2 separate regions of the Canis lupus genome follow, and region 1 is linked to region 2. Evidence: chromatin contacts called from public Hi-C data. All regions are on one chromosome and are shown on one strand. The core of a region is the stretch at or near the end of the contact, and the rest is flanking DNA. Distances in the headings are between cores, read along the strand shown.

Region 1 (6,948 bases), core at 2,520-5,019, 330 kb after region 2:
GTGTTACCGAGTTTCCTTGAGATATCATCACACTTCCTATCAAGTCTGTTACCTACATGGTGCAGTCACCTAATGACCAGAAAGGTATGTGTGCCATTTTCCCCCTTCAACAATGGCAAGAGTAAAACAAATGAAAATGGCTATAATGAAAAAGACCCACTGAGATTCCAGCAGAAGGGAATGGAAGGGAAAGAACTACTCTTGTACCAATCATCTGGACAACCCCTGCCCGGTCCTGGTCAGTATCGCCCGGGCTGACAGCCCAGATGAATCAGGGGAGCCAGTTGTTTGCAGCCGGCATCCATCCTGAGTCAGTCCTTCCAGGGTAATAACTGCTAAATATTTTTACTATCTCCCTGAGTGAAGCTGATAGGTTGGCAGATTCTGAACATAGCCATTTTAGGGTCTATAGAATATGAAACTCCAAGATTTTCCCTAACATGATAGTCGTAAAAGTGACATGAAGAAGGATTTTACACAGCAGTATTGCAATATCACTTTTGTTTTCACTTTAAAGTTTGTAAGGGGTTATGCTGTACCAACTGGATTACCTATTATTTACTTTCTCTTAACTCACAGCCCTCTGAATTGCCTGTTAAGTTTCTAGAGCTTTATTTACTTAAAAAAATTTTAGGGTAGCCCAGGGGGCTCAGCGGTTTAGCGCCGCCTTCAACCCAGGGCCTGATCCTGGAGGCCTAGGATCGAGTCCCACATCAGGTTCCCTGCATAGAGCCTGCTTCTCCCTCTCCCTTTCTCTTAAAAAAAAAAAAAAAAAAAAAGATTTTATATATTTATTCATGACAGACACACAGAGAAAGGCAGAGGGAGAGGTAGGCTCCTTGTGGGGAGCCCAATGTGGGACTCAATCCGGGGATCACAGGATCACAATCGCTGAGCCACCCAGGTGCCCCAATTTCTAGTTGTTTTTTTGTTTTTTTTAGTTTCTAGAGCTTTAAAGCAGGAAATCTAGTAGGGCCAGTGTGAAGACAAAAGAGGCTGCGGTGTGAGAAGGGGTGTAGAAGCCGGGAATAAATGACCACAGCTGCTAGGTTATTAGTTTAAGTCCTTGGGCAGTGATACTCCAGATGCTCAGCTGGCATCCAGAGGGCTATGCAATCATTCCAAGGGCTCCAGTGGTGTCCTGACATCATTAATGACGCTCTTCCCTTTACCCCACTACTTTATATTTGAACAAAGTCATTTTAGAAATCTTCTGTACCAAATTACTTCTTGTCAAGAGTACAATAACCTGCTGGTAAAACAGGAAAGCTTCCCTCTTAATTAACCGCATGTTCAGAAATATTAAAATAAGAGCTAGGAAAATAAATTATTCAACACTGACATTTTATTTTCAGAACTTTATCATTTTTACAAAACAAAACAAAAAGCAGGTATCAAAAACAGCAAAGAGGTTATAGAATTTTCTCCACCAGTTTTCACATAAGACAGTGATTATGAAACCGGTGTCCAATGTAAATACTAAACACAGGCTGATTTCCCTCTTGGTCCTATGCATTCAGGTGGTTTTGGAGTTACTGAGTAATAACTTTTTATAAGCACCGGTCATTTTGTGAGAACCGATTTGGTTTGTCTAACAAAGTAAACACTTTTTGCTGTGTGGCATCTTCCTTTTTTAAAAACCACTGAGCTAAAATACAGAATGTGTATGTGTCTGGATCTGAACCAAATCTCTTAAGATCCTAATTACCCTGAAGAACACTGAAGACATTTATAGGGCATATGAAATACTAGTTATATGCCTCATAATGTCTAAGGCAGCTATTCTGTTTCTAAAGAAAATAGCATTTCATTCAGAGGCTGCCCAGAATTTGAACTTCATCACTGTTTCCACATCTTTTCTCATTTGGAGTAATTTTCCCAAAGAGGGCCATATTATTAGAACGAAGTTTTATGCTCATGTCAAAGAGGCTCTGGCATTTCATAGATATATTTTTGTAGAGCAAGACTCCTTGCTCTGGACCCTGGAGACCACAAAGAAATCAAGAGGCCATGATTATTGGATGCAAAGAGGAAGAAGCGTACTTAAGCTCACATGATCTGGAGGTAAGCAGAAACAAAGCTGGAACTTGGTAGTGGTGTTCATTCACCGCTTGTTCTGGAAACACATTTTGCTTAAATAAGGGAATTATGGTCCAGTTTTGCAATGTTAATGGCTGCCAGTTTCGCAAACATTATTTTTTTATAAAGATCATTTCCTGGCTAGCAATGAGTAAGGAAACTGGCCTCAAACTCTGATCAAATTTCTCACTATTAGTCAAAAACAAAACAAAACAGCAAAAACAAAAACAAAAACGCAAAAACAAAACAAAACCCCACCAGCCAATAGGGGTTAGAATTGCACAATTAAACTTGGAAGGCAAATTATACTATATACAGACAAGTATACACTGAAATCGTTTTGAAAGCATGAAACATTCCTGTTCATAAATATTTCCTCTGTGTTATTCCAATTTTCACAAAAGGAAAACTGATATGTAATTGTTCTTTACTGATATGAAAAAGGAAGCAAGAAGGCAAAGCTGAGAGAAACAGATGCTACCCAAAGGGCAGCGGTGGCATTTGGTTGTTTTGGTCTTTGTACCAGCGACTCCCACACCCACAGGATATCCAGTTCCTGCTGGACTACACAGTCTTCCTCGCAGTCAAGACTCGGACAATGGAGCCTACTCCTCCTGCAGCAAGTGCCTAAAAACAAACCAAAATGTAAACGCTGATGGAATTATAAAGGGCTAATTATCATACCCAAGTAAGACTTTTTTTCTTACAGAAGGAATGTGTGCGGCTATCAACTTCGGCTTCATTAATTTTCATAAACGTTCTTGAACACCAATTACGCACCCAGCACTGCAGAGCCAGTGATTGATAAAACCTTCACAGTCCCTGCCCTCGTGTACCTACATGCTCGTGAGATACTAGTTTACATTCTATAATTTTTTTCCCCCACATAATAGGATGTTCTTCAAGATTTACAGCATGTTCTTGCTGAAAACATGTGCTCAAATGTAAATTTAGGACATTCACTTTGCTCTTTTATTTTTTAAAAGATTTTATTTATTTATTCGTGAGAGAGAGAGAGAGAGAGAGAGAGGGAGGGAGAGAGAGAGGCAGAGACATAGGCAGAGGGAGAAGCAGGCTCCACGCAGGAAGCCTAATGTGGGACTCAATCCTGGGACTCCAGGATCATGCCCTGGGCCGAAGGCAGGCACTAAACCGCTGAGCCACCCAGGCATACCCACTTTGCTCTTTTAACACTGTCAGGGAAAAAGTTCAAACTGGTATCAACTACCCTAAGTCCCATTTAGATCAGCCAGCTTGTTAGATTCTTTTTATTCCTCCAAGCTAAAAGTGTATCATTTAATAGCTAAGAACTTAGGAACTTTAATTTTGACACTACCTTGAAAGACTGGAAGTCATGATCAAGTGTCAGGAGCTGAAAGCTCTAGCTTACTTACTGAATACTTTTGTGTACCGAGTACTGTGCTAGATGCTAGGGATATAGCACCTTCTGGTCTACTAGGAAGGGACAGAACATAAAAGAGAGATTATGTTAATATAACATAATGTACGAAATGACAGAGGTGTGCCCTGGGGTAAGGAGGTACTCAGGCAGGGAGGAAATCCTGAGCAAAGGTACAGAGGTGTGAAACAGTAAGGTGTGTCCTGGGAAAACATACTATTATGCTGCTCACTGCTGGAGCAAGGGGGATGAACGGCATAAAAGAGGAGTGGCTAGACTTTGGAACTTGAGCTTTACTCTGCAGGTGACTGAAAGGGTAGATCTGGATTTCAGAGAGGGCATTTGGCGACCGGGTGGAGAACAGATTCGAGAGAAGCAGAGCTGGTGGCTGGAGGCCTGTGTAGGAAGTTACAGCAAAAATCTGGGGGAGATGCTGCAAAGAGCTGCATCAGAGGGGTATCTAAGCGTGTGGCTGGAGAAGTATTTAGCAGACAGACAGGCAAAAATTGGTGATGATGTTAGGAAGCAATGAAGACTTGATGTGTGCCTCAGTTTCCCCATCCACCAAAAAAGGAATGATAGCAAGCTTTCCCTCCTACTATTTTTATGAAGATTAAAGGAGTTATTTATGAAGTGATTAGGAGAATGCTTGGAATACAGTAAGTGCTCCATCAGTGTCTGCTATGATCCTGGGACTGTACAGGAACCAGGATGCTTAGGTTGTTAAGCTGGCTCTTCATCTCTAAATTGAGGGTGATAAAGATGCTTATATGCCTCCTAAAGTTGTTCTAAGGCTTAAATGAAACATCATCTAATGGTACAGTGTCTGGCAAACGCAAAGTATTCCTGAATAGGATGACCATATACATTATTCTCCAACTGGTACACTGAGTGAAAGTGAACTATTCATAATCATGTTGGGACAACAGGCATAAACTGGAGCCATCTTGGGAAAATAGGGAGGTCTGGTTACCCTGTCCCTAAAAGTTAGGCTCTCTTTGACAGTGCATGAGTGATCAAGTGACTTGATTAAGACAAGTTCTACAGCCTATTCTCATCTTCCATTTGTGTTTTCACTCAGATACACGGACAACAGCTTCTAAAGACTGAGAGTTGGGAACTGAGAGATATTAGAATATACCCCTTCCCTGTGGTTGGTTCTATTTAAATGTTACACTGTTCACATCTGTACCCATATTACCCAAGAGTTGGGTATTAAAAATGACCTTACCAACTTTTTACCTAACGCTAAAAATTTCCCTTAGCTATTTTTTGAGGGACAGTGTACCACCATCTGCTCACACTGCAGAATCAAATGCATGAAAACAGAAAAACATTGAAGAACTCTTGATCTTACCCCACCTCTGATTTCTTTTCTTTAAATCCTGTAACATACAGAGCATGAAATTTGCTCCTTTAACCATCTTTCAGGGTAAAATTCAGTGGCACTCATTATATTCTCAGGATTATAGTCACCACTGTTTCCAATAATTTTCATCACCCTAAAAAGAAACACTGTCCCCATTAAGTAAGAACTCTCTATCCTCCCTTCCCCCAGTCCCTGATAACCTCTCATCTTCTCTCTCTCTCTCTCTGAATTTGCCTCTTCGAGGTATTTCCTGTAAGTGGAATCACACCGTAATTTGTCTTTCTGCAACAGGCTTACTTCACCTTGCACAACGTTTTCAAGGTTCATTCGTGCTGTGCCATGTATGTAATTTCCTTCTTTCTGTTGTTCAAAAAAACAAAATGTAGTGTATGCATAAAATGGAGTATCTGGGGGATCCCTGGGTGGCTCAGCAGTTAAGTGCCTGCCTTCTGCCCAGGGCGTGATCCCGGAGTCCTGGGATCGAGTCCCATGTCCGGCTCCCTGCATGGAGCCTGCTTCTCCCTCTGCCTGTGTCTCTCTGTGTCTCTCACGAATAAATAAATAAATCTTAAAAAAAAAAAGGATTATCTATTCATCCGTCCTTGGGCACATGTGTGTTTCTAACCTTCTGGCCATGGTCAACGAATTTTTTACTTTTATTGTTTATCTTATTTTCAAAGTTCGGATTTAGTTCCAAGTTCAAGATCATGTTGAATGAACAGTAATCGTTACTGAATAAATATGTGTTGCAAACCAAAATCTCTTAAGACTAGGGTTAGGAAACATAAATCTAAGCTTTCGTTTTCATGCATTTATTTGTAAAGAAAATGATGTAGTCAAAATAATGATTTAGGTGAGAAGAGCAGTCATGGTTACTTTCTATCAATAAGTGGCCAGTTGGAGGGACTCTAGGTCGTAACTTACCTTTTCATGCCATTGCAGTAACACAGCACTGCTGTTGTCAGAGGGGCTCTCGAAGCCTTTATAAATATATTTCATGAGGAGATCCACACCATTTTTGTCCAGGGACTGAACTGCCTTCTCGATATCATTAGCTTTAAAAGAGATGAGCACCTTCAAGACAATACTGCCCGCTCGATCCTGGGGACACAGAGAACAGAGCATTCACACGTAAGCACGTAGAGTGGTTGTTCTGGAAAAGGTGACACTTAAGACCTGATGGACATGGTGCAGCCCAGGTGGCTCAGCCATCAGCCCAGGGTGTGATCCTGGGGATCCGGGTTCGAGTCCCACATCAGGCTCCTGTGTGGAGCCTGCTTCTCCCTCTGCCTGTGTATCTGCCTCTCCCTTTCTCTGTGTCTCTCATGAATCAATAAATAAAATCCTTAAAAAAAAAAAAAAAAAGACCTGATGGACATGAAAGAAGAATCCTTAGGGGTATTTGAGAAAAGTATTCAGAGGAAAGAAGGAAAGAACATGTGCTGTCACTGTATGTTCAGGGTGTTCAAGGAAAGCAGAAAGATCCCTGGTAGCCAGCGACATGGTGGAGGAGTAGGACAGGTCAGGAGGTAGCCGAAGACAGACCACGTAAGCCCTCGCAGGCCGCTGTGAAGACTGTGGCTTTCATTAAGAGAAAGGAGAAGATGTTGGAAGATATTGAGAACAGTGATAGAATCTGACCTGTGTATGAGATAACAGTGATATAATCTGACTCTGGCTGCCATGTTGAGGATGAGCTGATGGGAAGTTGGTGAGGGGCAGGGGACAAGGCTGGGAGACCAGTCTGGAAGTTACTGCAATAACATAGGCTGGTTTGGGCTAGCATGGTAGCTCAGGAGAACGACAGATTCTTGACATGTTTGAAGGAGAGCTGAAAGCATCTGCTTACAAAGAGATATGGTAATTTTCCAACTTTATTAAGTCGGCATTTAAATTTTACTTCTTGACCTCAGAGAAAACCCCAAAGACAAAGACAATGAATTGCAGTTCTACCTTGAACCATCCTTCAATAATAGTTAATAAAAATAACTTTTTAAGAAAATTTAAGTTTCCTGTCTACAGTAGGTAGATATAGTGATATTCATTTATAATTTTTTTTTCTGATAAAAGGCTGCTCCAAGAGCAAAGTTATTTTTCCACT
Region 2 (6,108 bases), core at 2,054-4,553:
TGCCCTCTTCTCCAGGTGTAGCACCTGGGTGACTTGGGCTCACCTGTGTTTCTTCTCCAGATGAGGGTGTTGACAGATGGACAAGGGACCATCAGTAAGGAGGGAAAGAAACACGTATGAAGGTATCTGTTCTGTGCCACGCACAGTCCTGGGAGCTTTACTGAGTACTACACTGAATCCTTACAACAATGGTCTTCTGAAATATGTGCCTCAGTTCTCCATTCATAAATGGGGAAATCAAGACTCAGTGAGATATAGTTCTAGTTAGTGGATTTGAACCCGCTCTGATCAGCTTTAAAGGCTCTGTCTGCTACATCAAACTTCTTAGATCCATTTCTTAAGGCTCACATTTTAGTGACTTGAAACTTTTTTGGTTTGAAAATATATTCTATCTTGTTTGTTTCTCCACCCGGGGAGGTTTATCATGAGCTTCCTCCGTTCTTTACTCTACATCGCCCCCTGGAGTATAAAATTTTGTATCCTTCCATCTGGGTTGCAAAAGATGCAAGGTGTCCAGTAGAAGCCACACTGTGGGTTGGGGTGTGTGTGAAATAGGCCCCACCTATTTCAGTAAAGAATCCTCCACCCTTGTTGTGGCCTCTGTTCCTCTCTGGGGGGAAAGCAGGGCAGAGGTTAGTATGATCAGAGATGAGAAAGTGGGAAGGCATTTCCAGAATGACTCTCTTAAGTGCTAATAAATGAGTGTTCCTTCAGAGGGGTTTCCCAGAGGAAATTATCCCCATTCTCACTTCCAATTTGGGGGTGTGGGAAGGCAAGAGATTCCAGACTCAAGTCGAAAGCTTGTAAACCAAACCAATAGTATCTTTCACACGAGAACCAGAATCTTCCATGATAGGAGCTAAGCCTCCTTCCCTAGAGTCTGTAAATCCGACATTGGTTTTATCAGTGTGGAGGCCTAATCCCCGGGGTGGAAGTGTCCATGGGGCTTCCTGGCTGGGACTGGACTGTCTGATAAAAACCATCTGAGCCTGAAAGACCAAATGTTTGTCTTTGCTCTATGAGTCCTAGCGCCCTGGGATTTCTTCTGGAGTGGCTAGGGCCCCTGACTTCTCTGTTTATTTTCTTTGGTTGTTTTCCCATAGCTGGTGGATGTAGGAAGCAGTTAGCCCATGGCTGGTTGGCTGGAAAACTGTGGGATCCAGCCAATTAGAGCCAGCCTATGGAATGCTGGGTTTCAAGAAGTACAAAAAGAAAGAAAAAGAAAAAACAATTTCCTTACTGGCCCATCTCAGGTGCCTAAAGTTCCACCTTCAGATTTTCATTCCTTTGGGTTAATTATTGACCCTTGCTCATTTAAAATGCAAATACCATTTGAAAGCAGCTAATATCTTTAATCATTAAACTTAATAATTTTGTCTGTTCGCTGAAAAGTCAAAACCTTCTCAAATAAAGACGAAGCTAAACCTTCTATTTCAACCAGCCAGAACCATCTCCCAGTAGCTCTTGTCCCCACCATTAGATCTTTTACAGCCTTCTCTCAACTCAAAAAGCCCATCTCTTTCCACCCGCTTAACCCAATCCTGCCCATTACTCAAAGCCCAGCTCAAGTGCGCCCCTTTTGCAGCCTGCCATGAAATATCTATCATCTATCCATCTATCTATCTATCATCATCATCATCATCATCATCATCACCATCCATCTATCATCATTCTCATTCTTCTCATGTATTTTATGGATTAGGAATCAGAAGACTTGTGTGACTTCCACTTCACAGGAGTGTGCTAGGGGTTAACTGAGCTGATCCACAAGAAATATCAAAGTATTTATTATCTAGAAAGTAAAGTGCACATAGTAAGAAGCTTTGTCTATTTTGTTTTCTCTGCTCATTCAGCCCCAGAACAAATGTCTGGCCCTTGGTAGGTAGTCAATGAATGTTTTAAAACCAATAGATGAATAATAGCCAACATTTATTGAGTGCTTACTAGTTTCAGGAACTCTTCTAAACTTTTTACAATTTTATTTCATGCAATATAAAAATGAATATAATAAAAAAGATACTTTTAGATCGCAAGTGCTCTAAGGACAAGTAACATGCTTATATTCATCCTGGGCTCTAATAATATGTGTTAAGTTGAAATATTGATTGAGGGATGCCTAGGTGGCTCAGCCATTGAGTGTCTGCCTTCGGCTCAGGGCATGATCCTGGAGTCCCGGGATCGAGTCCCGCATCAGGATCCCTGCATGGAGCCTGCTTCTCCCTCTGCCTGTGTCTCTGCCTCTCTCTCTGTGTGTGTCTCTCATGAATAAATAAATAAATAAAATCCTTAAAAAAAAGAAGAAGAAGAAATATTGATTGAAGGAAAGAATGCTTGGATCAGAATTAATTTGCCAGACTGCCTTCTTTTATAATGGACAAAGCAGCGGATGGACACAGCAGCTGACAGCACAAGCCCTAGACAACTGATTTTATTTGGGGGAGGAGAGTGAATGTAACAGCTTCCCGCTTCACAAATGTGTGTCTCTGGCTGACCCTTTATTCCTTGGCCTTGACTTCCCACAAATGCTGGTCCTTGCTTGGATACCTGCCTTCGTGCTGGTGCCAGGATGATGTAGCACAGCAAAGATCAGGTCCCCTAGGGGAGACTAACTCTGTAATAGAAACCCAGGGATGGGAAGGGCTGTGTGGGGGGTGGGGGGGGGTGGGGGGGGGGTGTAGAGGTGTCCCTGGGGGTTGATCTCCAAGGTTAGCCCAGGATCCTGGATCTTGAATTCTCTAAGGAATCAAGAATGAAAAAGCCAACTGCCAGGCTGCACAAGCAGCTCTTTTGTATTCCACGGAGAGAAACTTGATGGATATGTATGGAATTTTCTGCCCCTGGAATGTAAGGGGAAGGGTGTGTCATTGGTCAGAGGAGGTCAGAATTTACTGTGGGCTAATGGATCTTTGTGCCTAATAGGAAATGCCCAAGGGATGTGTTAGGAGGTGGGGTTGTTCCTTTGACTGTGTGATTAGACTGCTGGATGGAGAGCACTCCTTCAGGAATCCCAATAGAAAGAGCTAGAGCGACTCAGCAGAGAATTTGTGACTGTGCCGGAGGAAGCCTTGGCATCCTGCTGTGGAACAGACCAGCTCAGCTGCTTCCCAGCCCAGCTGGAGAACAAAGCTGCTCCACAGCCTGCTTTGAGCTTTCTTTACAGAAGGGTGGAGAGACTCCTATTTCTCCCCAGATCTGTCTGAACTAGTGGCTTCTCTCCTTCCTCCAGAATCCTGAGGATTCTGAAGAACATAGGAGGCTAGGATGTGGAGCCAGGGCCTGTGGCCTTCCCAAGAAGCTTGGTTCTTCTCCCCACCTCCTGTCCCCAAGTCTATGGGCAGATTCAGGGGTTTGGGCTCCTGGTGACCAAACAGAGGTCTGTGGCAACAAGTATCACTTGGGACACCAAGTAATGAAGAAACCCAGCGTAGGTCCGTATGCCTTGTCCCTGGTAATCTCATGGATAGGAACTAAAAACCCTAAAATGGACCCCTTCCAGGCAAACTCCAGAGGGTAGAATTTTCTAGTAGAATAAGCAGGACTCACCCCATACCCAGTCATTAAAGTAAGGCCTTCCTTTTCTAGACCCTGAAATCCAACCATCCTCAAACAGGGACTGTGGAATAAGCCATTGAATTACTCACTAGTTAGTAGTTACTAACTAACTACATCCCCCTCTGCCCAGCCCAACCCTATTTCTAGCAGAGAACCGGACTCTGTACCAGAAGACCCTAGTCTCTAATTCTCAGGGCAGTAATCAATGTTTTACAGTCAGTGGCTATAAACTCACAGAAGAGATTTCTCTAGATATCCCGAGGATGAAAGAAAATAGAAAGATACCCTTAGAACAGAAAGAAGAGGTTCTGCATTCTCTCCCCCCCCATTCCCCCCCCCCCCCCCATTTCTACACTAGAAGGAACCTAGGGATCTGTGAAAACCAGATCTCTCCTCCCTCCTAGAGCAAAACCTCCTAGGGACAAACCCTCAGAAGAAAATGGGTCTTGATGATCATTGGTGGGTGGGGCCCCCGCGCTGGGCTTCCAGACTGGGCCAGGAGCCCCGCAAGTGGCCACGAATGTCCAGACAAGGAAGGCGTCCGTGGGGACCCTGATGAACAAATGTTCGTGTTCAGGGCCGACGGAAGCCTTTGAGGTTCTGCTAATCAGTAATACAATAACTGAGACTAACTTCCCATCATCCCTGTGGAATAGATCTAGACTTGAATTTTAATTTGATTTAAATAAATCAAAGGTGATATTTCTAGCACACCTCTTTTGTGGGTTGAGATTCACACTCATTATGTAAGGAAACAGCTCCTTGATTTTTTTTTCCCCCTCTGCCTCAGGTGCCACAATTCTAAGGACTCCACAGATTGGCTGTGGGTTAAGTTAGGGGACAGAGCAGTTGAGTGAGAAGGGATGGGGAGGTAGAGCTCTAGGCTCCAGAAAGCCTTTTGGCGTGAGCTTTGTCTACTTCACCCAAGTCCCTGCTGCCTGTGCTGTGGATTGGGATTCGTACCAGCCAGGCAGGAGGGATGTGGGTTCCTGTTGGCCCTCTCGTTGTGCTCTCTGGCTGCAGCCGGGCTGGGTGCTCTGGATCTTCAGAGTCACCAACCAAGGGGGAACATAGCTGAATAAGTGAGGGTCTCCTCCACCTTCATGGTCACTTTCCCAGTTAATCAACAGCTTTTGGTTTCTCTCTTTTTTTTTTTTTTTGTCTCAACCACCATGTCATGTCAACACCAGAGCCCAATGGGAAGAGGAGAGACCTGGGTCTCCTTTTCTTGGTCTTCAAATGTCGGATCTGCCAACAGCAAGAGAGACCATTTTGGAAAGAAGTCAGAGGACCTGAGGTCAGCGATCTAACTGGGAGGAACAGAGGACTGGCTGTGCTTCCAGGGTCCCCATGCTATAAATTCCAGGCTCCACAGAGGGGGAGGTGTGCCCCTGAGAGGGGGCTCCAGAGATTCCCTGCTCCTGTAGGCGGCCCTTCAGGCTGCTGCCCCAGGTGCTGACTTCATCCCTCCAGGACATCCGGGCCTCCCCAAGGGATGTGCCCCCCACAGCTGCCCCCCACTCCCTGATTTCCCTAGCTTCCTGAAAGAGCTCTGCTGAGATCTTGTACACAACTTCGGGTACAGTACTGTTTACTTTCACAGCACCTTGTGAAGTAGAGAGGAAAGTAAAAGTTAATTAAGTCACTTCATCCAGAACTGAAAGGAGGTTTAGAATTTCACCCGCAAGAAATGGTCCAGGGGTGGCGATGAAAGGCTTACACAGTATAATTCATCTGCGGGGAAACTCTCCCTGCCCTCCTGGTCCTCCCACAGCGTGTTAGCACTCACACCCTTCACCTGGAATATCTGTGTGTATGTCTGAGATAGTTTAGGTAAATTCCTTTAGGAACATTTGTTGTATGTAACTGTGTGTGCAGCACTAGGCTGGGCACTTCACGTACACAATCTCATTTCATTTTCCTCAAATCCTATGAGGCAGGTACTATTATTACACCCATTTTAGAGATGGGAAAAACTGAAGGTCAAGATAGATTTTTGTCATGAGCTGTGTTGGAATGGACCTGGAATCTGGAATCTGATCCTGAAGGTCTTCTCTCCCTCTTCAGAGAAATACATGTATGTACACGAAAAAATTTCATATGCATACGTCTTGCCACCTAATACTGCCTATTTTTTCAAATGTCAGAATGTGTTAGGTAACATGGTATAGATTTTTAAAAACACAACCAAGATGTACTATGTGAAGTGATGTTAAACTTACTCTGATAACATTTTGCAATATATACACATCTCAAATCATTGCATTCTACACCTTAAGCTAATACCATGTTACGGGCAGCCCGGGTGGCCCAGTGGTTTAGTGCCGCCTTTGGCCTAGGGTGTGATCCTGGAGACCCAGGATCAAGTCCCACGTCGGGCTCCCTGCATGGAGCCTGCTTCTCCCTCTGCCTTGTGTTTCTGCCTCTCTCTCTCTCTCTCGAATAAACAAATAAAATCTTTAAAAAATAATAATACCATGTTACATATCAATTATATCTCAACAAAACTGGAAAAAAATCTGATTCCCAGAGAGTTGAGTGGTTTGCATGGGGTCT

The links. A called contact is a pair of places that touch in the nucleus more often than the background predicts.
Region 1: a Hi-C map of skin fibroblasts shows a contact between it and region 2, with 5 times the contacts expected there. The contact joins two enhancer-like sites. A contact is called at or near these places in 5 of 9 Hi-C or Micro-C datasets (amygdala, blood, liver and 1 more).

What each region holds. Positions count from the first base shown.
Region 1 is chr7:16,855,687-16,862,634 of UU_Cfam_GSD_1.0, forward strand. ARPC5 (actin-related protein 2/3 complex subunit 5) reads right to left here. Exons shown (of 4, transcript XM_038542275.1): 3 at 5,772-5,948; 4 at 1,324-2,706. The coding sequence ends at 2,644. It overlaps LOC111096874 (a long non-coding RNA gene), which reads left to right. Exons shown (of 3, transcript XR_005361621.1): 3 at 1-148. Among named protein-coding and RNA genes, the nearest start is that of ARPC5, 7.5 kb to the right of the region's middle. Within about 2 kb of position 3,770, at least 5 of the 20 cell types and tissues checked have an H3K27ac peak or open chromatin away from gene starts, as enhancers often do.
Region 2 is chr7:16,522,303-16,528,410 of UU_Cfam_GSD_1.0, forward strand. The region is part of intron 10 of NMNAT2 (nicotinamide/nicotinic acid mononucleotide adenylyltransferase 2); the gene reads right to left. Among named protein-coding and RNA genes, the nearest start is that of LAMC2, 76 kb to the left of the region's middle. Within about 2 kb of position 3,304, at least 3 of the 20 cell types and tissues checked have an H3K27ac peak or open chromatin away from gene starts, as enhancers often do.